2 separate regions of the Danio rerio genome follow, and region 1 is linked to region 2. The links are chromatin contacts, called in public Hi-C maps. All regions are on one chromosome and are shown on one strand. The core of a region is the stretch at or near the end of the contact, and the rest is flanking DNA. Distances in the headings are between cores, read along the strand shown.

Region 1 (6,565 bases), core at 3,221-5,720, 82 kb before region 2:
CAACCAAAAAGTAACTCAGGGTTAGATAAAGAGTGTAACACAGAATACATACATTCCTAATATTTGAGTCCTATCTCACACTCAACACCCTAAGACTGCTATGGTATAGACCAGGGGTGGGCAAACTCGGTCCTGGAGGGCCGGTGTCCTGCATAGTTTAGCTCCAACTCTAATCAAAAACACCTGAACATGCCAAAAAGTGTCTTCAAGATCACTAGAAATCTATAAGCAGGTGTGTTTGATTAGAGTTGGAGTTGAACTGTGCAGGACACCGGCCCTCCAGGACCGAGTTTGCCCATCCCTGGTATAGACAACACTGGAACATACAAAATAGAGTGAGATCAACTTAGAAAGTCACTTTTTTAATCAGCTGTAGTTTAAAATTACGCTGGGTTTTCCCTCCTTTAAGGGCTGATTATGCGGTCTGTGTCACCATATTGTTGATGGCGCTGTATCTCCAAAACTATAAATATTTAAAGTAAATAAACTGCATATTCAAACTTTCCTTATGAATAAACTGCATTGTTTCAATCAAAACAACTACATTCTCGCCCTAAAAAGCCTTATGCTGCGTTCACACCAGATGCGGCACGCGTGTCAAGCGCGAGTGATTTACATGTTAAGTCAATGCAAAAGCGCGAATAGACATCCTGCGGCGCGATATGCGCGAATAGCGCGGCGCGAATGACGCAAATTGCGCGCGAAAAACGAGCGTTTCGCGCAAATCTCTCGATTTCGAAAATCTGAACTTCAGCGTACATTCGCGCCGCGTAAACCAATCAGAAGCTTGCTCTTGTGGGGGCGTGATTGTGACGTAGAACCTGTTGTCGGTGTTCCGAGGGAAATCCTCCAGCCTTCACCGACAACAGTTCATCAAACTCGGCTTGGCTAAGTTAGAAGCACCGCTGAAAGCCTCCGTCATCTAGGTTAAGTTTCTGGAAGAGTTTATGAGCTCACAGAGCTGAATGCACCTCTGAAAGAATGTAGTGGACTCAGACACAACCCTAAAAGTATCAACGCTGTTTTTCAGTCTTCATAAAGCACATAAACACTGTTATTTTCTTCATAAAATCCATGTTAGCCATTTAGCTATGAAGCTAGAGTTTTCGGGCAGACAGAAGCCCTGCCCATCACGCGAATCCGTATCTGTTCTGATGTGAATTTGACACGCGAATGAAGTGGGGTTTGACGCACGTATGAAGCGAGTAAACTCAAATGTTCACGCAGCTATTTACGCGCAAGTAGCGCGATTTATCCGCGCGTTCCGCGTCTGGTGTGAACACAGCATTAAAAGTACATTATGTTGTCCAATAACTGCAATATTTGTCAAACTGTAATGAGTTCTGAGTAATGATCTGCTGTCAGTCTATTTGGGTGGAGTAATACGGTTTGGTAAGGAGGCTGTAGGAGTTCTGATATTGCAGAATATCTCACTGCTATCAGCCACTCAAATTCGAGAACCAGACAGAACTGTTGTATAAATAAAAATGATTAAAAAAAAATAATATTTTAATTATTATCCAAATTATCACACTTGAAATCATTAAACCATTGCTTCCTCTTCACGTCAAACCATTACTCAAGCACTCACTGTCATTAGCAGGCTTCATGTGGGACAGTCTGAGGAGGTCCTGATGGGACCAGCCTGCCCTGTGCTTGCACTTGGTCACTGCTTGCGCCAGACTTATCCCATCCTGACCATTGTACCAATCAGTCACGACCCTCCGCAGAGCCCGGCCCCACATCCCAGAGCCCTCCTTCAACTCCTTCTTATACTGCACGAATGTAAAGAGCTGCATGGGGGACCGGCAGAGTTCCTTCAGTGCCCGTAAAGCGGCCTGTCTAGTTTTACAGTCTGCATGCTGCGAGCAGACAGCCAGAGTAAAGAGGCCGGGGTTTGGACGGACAGCGCGGCCCTCCAAATTGAAGCGTCTGACCTCGTCTACCACCTCAGACCCACGACCCCCCTCGATGAGCTGCATTAAGGAGAGGGCATTCTCGATGCCCAGAGGACACTCTTTAGTGCTGTATGTGGAGCTTTCAGAGCCGTAGCAGAGGAAGCGGCGCAGACATACAGCTGCAGTCACTGATCTGTCCGCCGAGTTCAGCACCTGTTCGTTAACAACTGACAGCTGCTCTGGATGAGATGCTGGATCCATAATTAGCCGTCCTACAGACAAACATATAAAACATATACAGATATTAGACTCACAGCATAGAACATCAACACTAAGTTGCCCTTATTCTTCGCATACAAGCAGACGCAGCAATTTGAATCTCTTTGGCCTAAGCCTTCCGATCTTATTTACTTCCTTTCAATTTTAGACGTTAAAAACCCCTCGTTACACTGCTTGATGATCCAAACTGATATTTTCTCATTATATCCAGCTATGTCTGTATAGTCATGGACACACTTGTTTGTAGAACAAGTAGTTTGACCGTTTTCTGCCGTTTATCATTCCTAATCATTTCTCCCACAGAGAATCGATTCTAATACAATCACAAAAACGAGCACACTTTCACATTGAAGAATAAGGTCAATAATGTAATGATAAATAATCCAACTAATACATCTATGGTACTTTTTAAATTTCCATATATGGTAATCACCCTGAAATTAATTAATAAGTAATTAAATAAATAATTAAATAAATATATATATATATATATATATTTTTTACATTTTAAACATTACTGTGTGCACATAAATCTATTGTTCAAATATTAAATATAAACAAAAAACAATATATATCAACCATGGCAACACACATTACATGTTCCAAGAAAGTACCATGGTATTATTTTAGGAGCACCATATAGTGAGTAAAGTAAGTAATTACAAATTACCCAAACCTGCCTAGTTAACCTAATTAACCTAGTTAAGCCTTTAAATGTCACTTTAGGCTGTACAGAAGTGTCTTGAAAAATATCTAGCCAAATATTATTTACTGTCATCATAGCAGAGATAAAAATCAATTAATTAAACTATTATGTTTAGAGATATGTTGAAAACAAATCTTCTCTCCATTAAACAGAAACTGATTGCTATGATTAATAGATATATTATATAGGGCATTTATTTTGGTTTATATTTAAACAATAGATTTATATACACATAGATGGATAGATAGACAGACAGACAGACAGACAGACAGACAGACAGACAGACAGACAGACAGACAGACCTTATTTTTTATTTACTAATAACAACACTTGTCAATATTATTTATACACAATAATATTTATACTTTTATAAGTAATAATAAAAATTTTTAATATATTAGCTTACATTTTGAATTCATTTTTATATAATTAAACAACCTGTGTCTATAAATCTATTGGTTAAATATAAGAAATATATAAAATGACATATATTATAATACATCTCACTATCCATCTAAGTTATCTATCTATTTATCTATCTAGATGTAGATTTTTAATAACTAATAACAACATTTAATAATAACAATGAGTGAATAAATTATACATATATATATATATATATATATATATATATATATATATATATATATATATATATATATATATATATATATATATATATAAAATTCAACAAATGGAGAATAATATATTTTAAAAAGTCTTGTAATGTTTATACTTATAGCGTTTGTTTGTAGCTACTTATTTTTCCAAAAAGCTAAGGAAAAAAGTAAAGATGCTTGACGTTAATAACATTAAATGACTTATGCAGATTTATGTTAATAAATTGTTTATCACCTAAACCATGATATATTTTAAAGTCTCTGCTCTTCAAATCGTGTGAGACTGAGCGTATCATTTTGTTTTGTCAGCTTTATGAGGCTCAGATCACTAGCGCCTTTAATCCTGTTAGCCAGTTAGCAATTGCGAGCAAAGCCTCTTTAAAATACACTCATATAGCCTGTAAAGTTAACACTGAAGTGCTCCATCAAACCGAAACAACATCAACACTGTTCAACAACATCAAGAGCACAACCTTTAAACCAGACTCGCGATGATGAAGAAGGGAGGGGTAGACAGACATCAGTTAGCCTGATGCTAATATACATCACTATCTGGCCGCTTAATAAACTCTCTCACTCTCTGCAAGAACAGAAATGTCGCAATACGTCTTGAAAACTTTTAATAAGTCCACAAGCTTCCTACCTGTTGTTGTCCTTCTCCAAAAGTCTCTGGATGTTCCGAGAGTTACAGCTCCTCCCTTAAAATCAGACTCAAAGAAGAAGAGCAGTGCGAAGATTCCCGACTACACGATGGCTGTAGCTCAAAACCTAGTTCCCTTGCTAGGTAGACATCACTGGCTAGCATTGGAACGTGATCTGCATCTGTTTAGTTAAGACTAAACGTTTGGGTTATAATAATTTGAGGTGTATATAGATAGTTTATTCTCATTTGGAGTCGGAAAACACTGTTCATTCCTTAAAACGCCGTCTATGTAGGCAGTGTACTAGGTTGTGAGACATAGCCCAAGACAACGTCCAGACGTCGGTAAGAAAATAAGCATTTTTTTCGCTTTTGTCCTGGGAAAAGGGATCAAGTGATTAAATATCAGTAAACTTAAAATTACTTTGTAAATGTTTTGTAGAGCTTTGCAGGATAATTCTATTAATATGTCAAGTTATAGGGCAGGCTATATTTTGTTCATGAATACCCATTTTATAGGATCCCATTTATACTGTAAAAATATATATTCAAACATTAGCCTACGTTTTTCCTATGTAGGCCTATGCATTTATTTATTTAGGTTATGTGTTTATTTCAATCCCATTTTTCTCATTTTAACCCCTTAACTGTCTGTCACCTTAATGAAGTTTTCCATTAAAAATTTAAATCAGTAATAATACTCTTTTATTTAATTAATTAATTAATAAAAAAAAAAATATATATATATATATATATATATATATATATATATATATATATATATATATATATATATATATATATATGTTAGGGCTGGGCGATGTGGGAAAAAAAAATCCAGATTTTTTTATAAAGTTTATCCGATTAACGATTTTTTTTTTTTTATTGTGTAACTAGTCAACTTAAAACATTACAACCTGACTGAAGTAACATTCTCTTTATAAGTAACTTGAAAAATCATCTGGTTAAGGAACACTGTATTTTTAATGGCCATGCCATACATAAATTGGACGACAAGGTGTAAATTAATGTAAAACAAATTCACGAGTTAGATATCGTTGCAGAAGATTTAATGTTGACACACAATAATGATAACTTTATTTTTCATGCTAAATATTTATCACACGTTTTCTAATAGTTTAACCCAGTGGGATATTGTATCATATTCACATTAATATTTCATGCAGTTTACTTCACTATATTGCAATTAAACCCTAATCTTTAAAACTTTTTGGATTGTTTATTTATTTGGATGTAATTTAATCTATTTTAATATAGCTATATATTAATTAATTAATAAATTAATGAATGAATGAATGAATGAATTAATTAATTAACTAATATAGCTAGTTCATGCAGCTGCTAGAGTGCTTTCTAAAGAAATATGATCATATTATTACTCCAGTTCTTTCATCATTGCATTGGCTCCCTATTAAATATTGTATAAATTTTTACAATTTTATTGACTGTCTACAAAGCCATGAAAGGCTTAGCTTCCCAGTATTTGAGGGAGCTCCTGGTGTATTATAGCCCCTCACGTCCACTGCGCTCAATTAATTCTGAACAATTGATTATTCCCAGAATATCAAACTCAACTGTAGGCAGTAGATCTTTCGCTGATCTAGCAACTAAACTCTGAAACAGCCTTCCTAGCACAATTCGCGAAGCAGACACACTCTGTCAGTTTAAATTTAGATTAAAGACATCTCTTTGCATAAGAATACACATAAAACACAAATGCTGTCCTCTAAAGGATTGTTAGTTTGCATTATTTAGGGCAACCTTAGCCGGGAACACTTCCCTAAAGACATTATAATTTGGACGGCATCTGCACTTATCTTTTTTTATTTGATTCCCGAGGTTTCCATAATCATGGACCAGGCTGTATCCTGAGCAGCTGCTGTGGTGGTAATGGAGGAGTGGAGAACATCAGACTGATCCTTGTAAGACCCTAGTGACAGACCAGTCCTAGCATTGATCCTGAAGGGCCAGCCTGTACACCAGATGCTCTCCCACATGTAGCTTCTCCACGATGGATTCGTGCGTTCTCCAGCCTCCAGCGCCTAGATTGCAGTTCTGCACAAGACCTTTGGCCATAGGAGAAATGGTCATGCCCCCAATATACCTGGTTTCTCTTAATGCTCTCAGTGAAAATTAAACCACACTAAACTGAACTACAACACAAAACTGGACTTATACTGTTTCAGTTTACTATTATCTTCTATGTGAAGCTGCTTTGACACAATATATATTGTAAGAGCGCTATACAAATAAAGATGAATTGAATTGTATATTTATAGTTATGAATTGAATAATTAAAATTTTGATTTCATTGTAGTTTGTTTAATTTTCCTGTTTTTTTGTATATTTTAACCACGTTTTATTATATGTTATTTGTATTGCAAATTAAATTAAGAGAAAT
Region 2 (6,132 bases), core at 2,032-4,531:
AGACTAGTGGTTGCTGTTTTGAGTTATCTGAAGCTGTATGACTCTTAAATCTTAAATATTACAATATTATTAAATATTACAATTATAACAACATCAACAGCAACACACGCACACAATACACTGCTGATTCAGTCGTTGCCTAGTGACATAAAAAGCCAACAGCACTGCACTTCTTTTTTCTTGTCAACAAAAAGACAGTGCAGTGCCCCACATGTTTTTAGAATGTAAATGCTTGTTCGGTGTGATCACCCCTGACGGCCACAAGCATCTTGGGCGCTGCTTATGCACCCTATTTGCCTTGCGTTTTAACCACCTACTGCACCTCACATTTTTGCGGTTGCACGCTGTGCACTTGCAGTTGAAAAAAGTCTTAGTGGAAAAAACGCGTTATGTCGCATCTTTTTTAGGGCTTATGCGCCCTATTTGCCTCATGTTTTTGTCGTTGCAGGCTGTGCCCTCGCAGTTGGAAATAAGTCAACTCTGAGCGGAAAAACCGCGTTATGTCAGTCGTATCTTTTTCATTCTTCAATCAAATGAAAGCACAGGTGGGGTTTTCAGTTGAGATCATATCAGTGTTTCTGTCATCAAGACAACTAAGGAGACTTTTAAAGATGGAGGAGAGATTAGTGGTTACTATTTAGAGTTACACAAACCTGTATGACTTTACAGATCTTGAATATCACAATATTAATAAATATTACAATTATAACAACATCAACAGCAACACTCGCACACAATACACAGCTAATTTAGTCATTACCTAGCGGCATAAAAAGTGCACCGCTCTTATTTTTTTTCTTGTCAACAACAAGGCAGTGCGATGCAGGTGTTTTTGGAACGTAAATGCTCATTCGGTGTGATATAGACAATCTTCTTCTAAGCCACTGTTTTTTTTTTTTTTTTTTTTTTGCCATTTTCAGTTTTTCACAGAGATAATGTTAGTCTTGTTTTTTAATTTGCCGCTATGCTAATGCATAGATCTTTGTGACTCCTTTCTCTTTTTTAGAGAGGCATAGGAGCACAATCTCGTTTGAGTTTGAAGCAACAGTCACCAAAATGACACAATTTGGATAAAAGCTTAAAAGGGGCAGTTTCTTTACGTTAATCAGAGTTCTAAAACATTATGGGCTCTATTTTGACGGTCCATGCGCAAAGCGCAAAACGCAGGGCGCAAATGCTTTCAGGGCGTGTCAGGACGCGTTTTTGCTAATTTAAGGACGGGAAATCTGCCTTGCGCTTATTTTCTTAATGAGTTATAGGTGTGTTTTAAGAATAAACCAATTAGAGTCTCATCTCCCATTCCCTTTAAGAGTCAGCTGTGTCGCGCCAAGAGCGCATTCGATATTTACAGGACGCAAAGTAACTCTAAGTGGAAAAAATGAGCATTTCACAAGCAAACAGTTAACAGTTGACAGTTTTTTAACAGAAAACTGTTAAACAGAGCATCTACTGCGTGAGAATGAGAGATAATGGATCACTTTCGCTCTTGGATAGGAAAACCTTTACGCACAGACATCAATTAGTCTATAAATAAATACTTTTGTTTGTTAAGCGCAAATATTCGTTTCAAAACTATTTCTAAATTCAGTTCTAATTTCCAGCAAACGAATAAATGAATAATAATAGCAAAATGTGCTATATAATGAGTTATATCTTAAAACACATGCTGTGCCCCATATGGTCTAAACCTGACAGGTGGGCAAATCTAAGCTTGTTTTTAATAAAACAAATATAAATATGGATATAATAAATGATACTGCTAATAATAATAACATTATACAAAAGCAAATTGTTATGAATGAACTGAAAAAGCCTCCCGAGATGAAGAAGGCATAAAAGCAGTGGTTTTTCATATTTATGTAGGCTAGAAAATAATATGTTTTGTAATATTTTAATCCTTTATATTTATATCATATATATATATATATATATATATATATATATATATATATATATATATATATATATATATATATATATATATATATATATATATATATATATTCTTATTATATCCTATATATATATATCCTTAATATTTAAAATTTTTTCATATGTAAAGATATTTGCCTACTGCTCTCTTGTGCCTTCAAAGTGATATCCGTCAATACCAAATTTCTGTCCTTTATAAACTGTAAAAAAAATCATGGTTGTAAGCTGTAAGTAAGCTGAAGAAAGAGAACCTCACGAGTAATATGAACTAATATTATGTAAAACTAATCTAAAATAGCTTGCCTGACTTATAAAATTAAGTTAGAACATGATTAATTTAGTTTAATAAGTTACTGTGAACTAAAAACATATGCTGTCATGGCTAACTGATCATATAATTTTTACAGTGTACTTTCTTTTTTTTATTAATTATTTATTTTTATTTATTAATAATTATAAAATAAACTTTTTCAGAGTAACTGGTCAAAAATAAAATGTATTTCTGAAATAAACTCAATTCTAAAATTAAAAAAAATGTAGATGGAAAGTTTTTGACCTTTTGTCTAATCATACAAAGCTCCAAGAACACTTTTGATCACAAATGTTTTGACTCCTTTTCTGGACTTTCTGGAACGTCTCAGGACCACTGCTGTCTATGGAGGTCTCATTTAAAATATCATTATTTGTGTTCTGAAGATGAACAAAAATCTCAGGGGTTTGGAATGACGCAAGGGTGAGTAAATATTAAAGGAATTATTATTTTTAATTTCTCAATTTGTTTTTTTCAGCCATTATTGATTATTTCACTATACACTTCACTAGTACTGGGTTGGACTCCCTTTTGCCTTCAGAACTGGCAAAACTGGAAATATGCCTCAGAGATTTTGGTTCATATTGACATGATAGCAGCATGCACTGTGAATCTCCCGTAGCCATCAGTACATGGGTACACTAGACATGGTCAGCAACAATAGTCAGGTAGGCTGTGCTCAAATGGTTTGACTATTACACCACCACCACCAGCCTGAACCATTGATACAACTCAAGATGGATCCATGCTTTTCCTGCATCTCAGATGTACCAAACTGTGAATTTGTGTCTGTTTGGGCATGTAAGTAGGCCATAGGCTCTTCAGACTTTAATAGGATGTACTAAAGCATCACAAAAAAAAAAAAAAAAAAAAAACCTGAGTGCCAGATTTATTTTGGACTGAGCACTTTACACTTCAATCTAGAAACACAGAAAACTCCCACAAGCTTTCACCCTTGGCACGCATTAAGAGGATTTCCTGGATAACCAGAGTGGACTGATAATGTGTCACTCTGCTTTAATAGGGCTAAAGTTCACTTTAATTCTTTGGCTGAACTGTGATCTGATTTTATACTGAAATATATAGGACAGAGGGGACTGTATGCAAGGTTCATTACTGGTTGATGATTGATGGTTGGACTCATCAAATAACACTCACTGTTTATGGAACCTCTCATCATTACGTAAAAAAAAAAAAAAAAACATTAGTCTGTGTGTACAGTGTTGAATTGCAGTGTATAAGCTATGTTCTCTATTGTGAATATCCAACAGTTCTAGATGAGCATGGTGGGAATTTGAGCAACATCCATTTTTGACACTTTGATTAGAGAAATTTTAAATGATTAAAGGCAGAGTTTACTTGTTTTGTTTAAAAAAAAATAAAATTCCCAACTGCTGACCATCAAATTGGATTAGATCATTAGCCTCTTGCTCAAAAATGACCAAAGAGTTCTCAGATGTTCCTATTTAAAGCTGGACTGTTCTGTACCCACATAGCAAAAATTTCATTGGCCTTGCTCTGGCCCACAAAATCAACCTTTGCTTAGCCCAGATGCTTCTGTGAATGGCGGTTCATGACTGGACCAAGTCTGGCTTCCAGACAAGGTCTAAAACGGACCTTATCTGGGCAAGTCTCAGCTAAGTTAATTCTTTATTCAAAAATAAAATGTAATTTAAATATGGGTCAAACTTACATGGCCCACAAATCAGTTTTTAAACATCCGGGTGAAATACTACAGTTGACTTCTGGCCCATGTCTTGTGTGCCGCCTTAAAGACGGTGCCACCTCTGCCAAACCCAGGACATGTCTGGCCACATGCTGTATGGCAGTGCCGGATGAATGCCTGCTGTGGTAGTTTCATGCCAAATCTGGGCCAGAATTCTTTGCTATCTTGGTAGTTACATTGTGTACTAGGGAAAATGAAACGTTTGCTGTTTTCCTAGACTGATGTCTAGGCAGTGGTGCCCCCAGAAAATTTTCTTAGGGGTGGCCAGAAGAGGCCACACCAAATCTTAGGGCGGCACACAAAAATTAATGAATTGAATGTAATGTTGAAAATTGTTTCTGGTAAACAAAATAATGTGGTTTTAATTCATTTAGATAATTACTCTTGAAATATTGCTATTTATTCATTGAAATAATTCAGCAAGTACATGTGCAAACCAAATTTGTATTTAGTTTAAAAACACTTTTCATACATATATTTATTTATTTTTCACATACCTTTATTGTACCGCATACAGTATAACCCATGTCTATAATTAATGAAAATTAATAAATGAATTAATAAAACAAACAGTTGAACAAACTGAACAAAAGGCATTACTATATACACACACTCACTATATAGACCCTATGCTATAATTTATCCATATTTCTTTTTGAGCCACAATATTATTAATGCAGCTTCTTCTATTAATGTACCCTAAGGTAAATATTAAACTGCTATTGCTGTCTATTGAAGATGTATGCGTGCTATCAAAGACGATCGAGGAGGCCCGCAGTGGCGGTTCTAGTTTAAATGACACCCTGGGCAAACCACCCCATACACCCCCAACCTCTCAAATTGTTAGATTTATTTTTCAATAAACATATCAATTTGTTTATATTTATTCTAAATAAATACAATTATTAACATTATTATACAATTATTATTCTAAATAAATAACAGAAATAAATCCTAAATGTTACTGAAAACAATGTAACAACCGGAGTGATATGCCAAGATCACTTAAGAAATCTTTTGCATGAATATTATGACAATTCTATACAAAAAATAAAAATGTTTTATAAAATTATCTGTGCTCTTAGACCTGACTCATGGCCGAGAATTAATGTTATGAAGTCTTACCTCCCTGACTCTTTATTCCTGTTTTCTGCCTTATAGCCATGCTTAATGAAAGTAACATCATCATCTTATTATTTAAACTCAAGTTTTGTCGACTTTCAAAACTACCTGCATGCCGACACCTCTGCACAAAAGGCTGTTACTCCGGTTTCACACAGGGATTCACACAGGAGCACGTGAGGCGCACGGGAATGGTTCTCTGTGCACATGTGTCAGTTTGCTTTCACCAGCATTGTTTCGGTTGCACATAGAGAACGCTTGCAAAAGATGCCAACTGTGAACGACCCCTAACATCTTTATTGCCACTCACAAAAAGTTAATACACTTGCATAAAGTAAATCGTATCCCAATGCATTTAGGGGATTTATTTTTATTTTTTTTAATGTTTTTGCACCGTCTCCTCCGTGCCCATGCCTAAATCTGCCACTGGGGGAGGGAGAGGGGCAGTCATTCAGCTAAGTCAGTGGCACCAACAATAATTTAGTAGCTGCGTTTTTATTTATTTATTTATAGAAACATTAGAATTTACATAAGTACATTTAATTTAATAATATCAACAGCAAAATCATATTGGGGTGGCCCTGTGTCCAGGAGTTATGTTTTCTGTTACAGTCAGAGAACTACAACTTCAAGCCACCAAATGGACTACAAATCCCAGCATACACCGCACACACACCTAATCTCTCTGATTGCAAACACTCACAGCTGAAGCTGCTCAAGGACTCATTACACTGACTATTTATACACCACATTTGCTCACACACATTGCTGAGTGTTGTTTATTTGTTTTGTTAGTTTAAACGAACCTTTAACTTTAGGTAGCATTTTTTTACGTTTTATGTTTTTATGTTTTATGTTTTTATGTTATCTACTTCTAGCCTTGTTCCTAGTTTATCCTACCATTCTGCGGTTTTGACCATTTGCCTGTTCCTTGACAATGACTTCCGGATTATCTGTATGAACCCGATTGACCAATGCTTTCCTGACTAATGTTGAATAAATCTGCAAATAAAATTTGCTCCTCTGTGAAAGCCTCCATTTT

Evidence for each region. A called contact is a pair of places that touch in the nucleus more often than the background predicts.
Region 1: a Hi-C map of an unstated tissue shows a contact between it and region 2, with 2.1 times the contacts expected there. The contact joins the promoter of ro60 here to the enhancer-like site in region 2. A contact is called at or near these places in 3 of 18 Hi-C or Micro-C datasets (caudal fin, hematopoietic stem cells and an unstated tissue) and 2 of 4 datasets of contacts at active chromatin or transcription factors (embryo and pancreas).

Annotation. Positions count from the first base shown.
Region 1 is chr2:12,350,460-12,357,024 of GRCz12tu, reverse strand. ro60 (Ro60, Y RNA binding protein) reads right to left here and starts at 4,470. Exons shown (of 9, transcript NM_001037397.2): 1 at 4,147-4,470; 2 at 1,592-2,170. The coding sequence starts at 2,159. It overlaps LOC141377818 (a long non-coding RNA gene), which reads left to right. Exons shown (of 2, transcript XR_012390801.1): 2 at 6,004-6,478.
Region 2 is chr2:12,268,115-12,274,246 of GRCz12tu, reverse strand. No RefSeq gene overlaps it. Among named protein-coding and RNA genes, the nearest start is that of abhd3, 70 kb to the left of the region's middle. Within about 2 kb of position 3,281, at least 4 of the 62 cell types and tissues checked have an H3K27ac peak or open chromatin away from gene starts, as enhancers often do.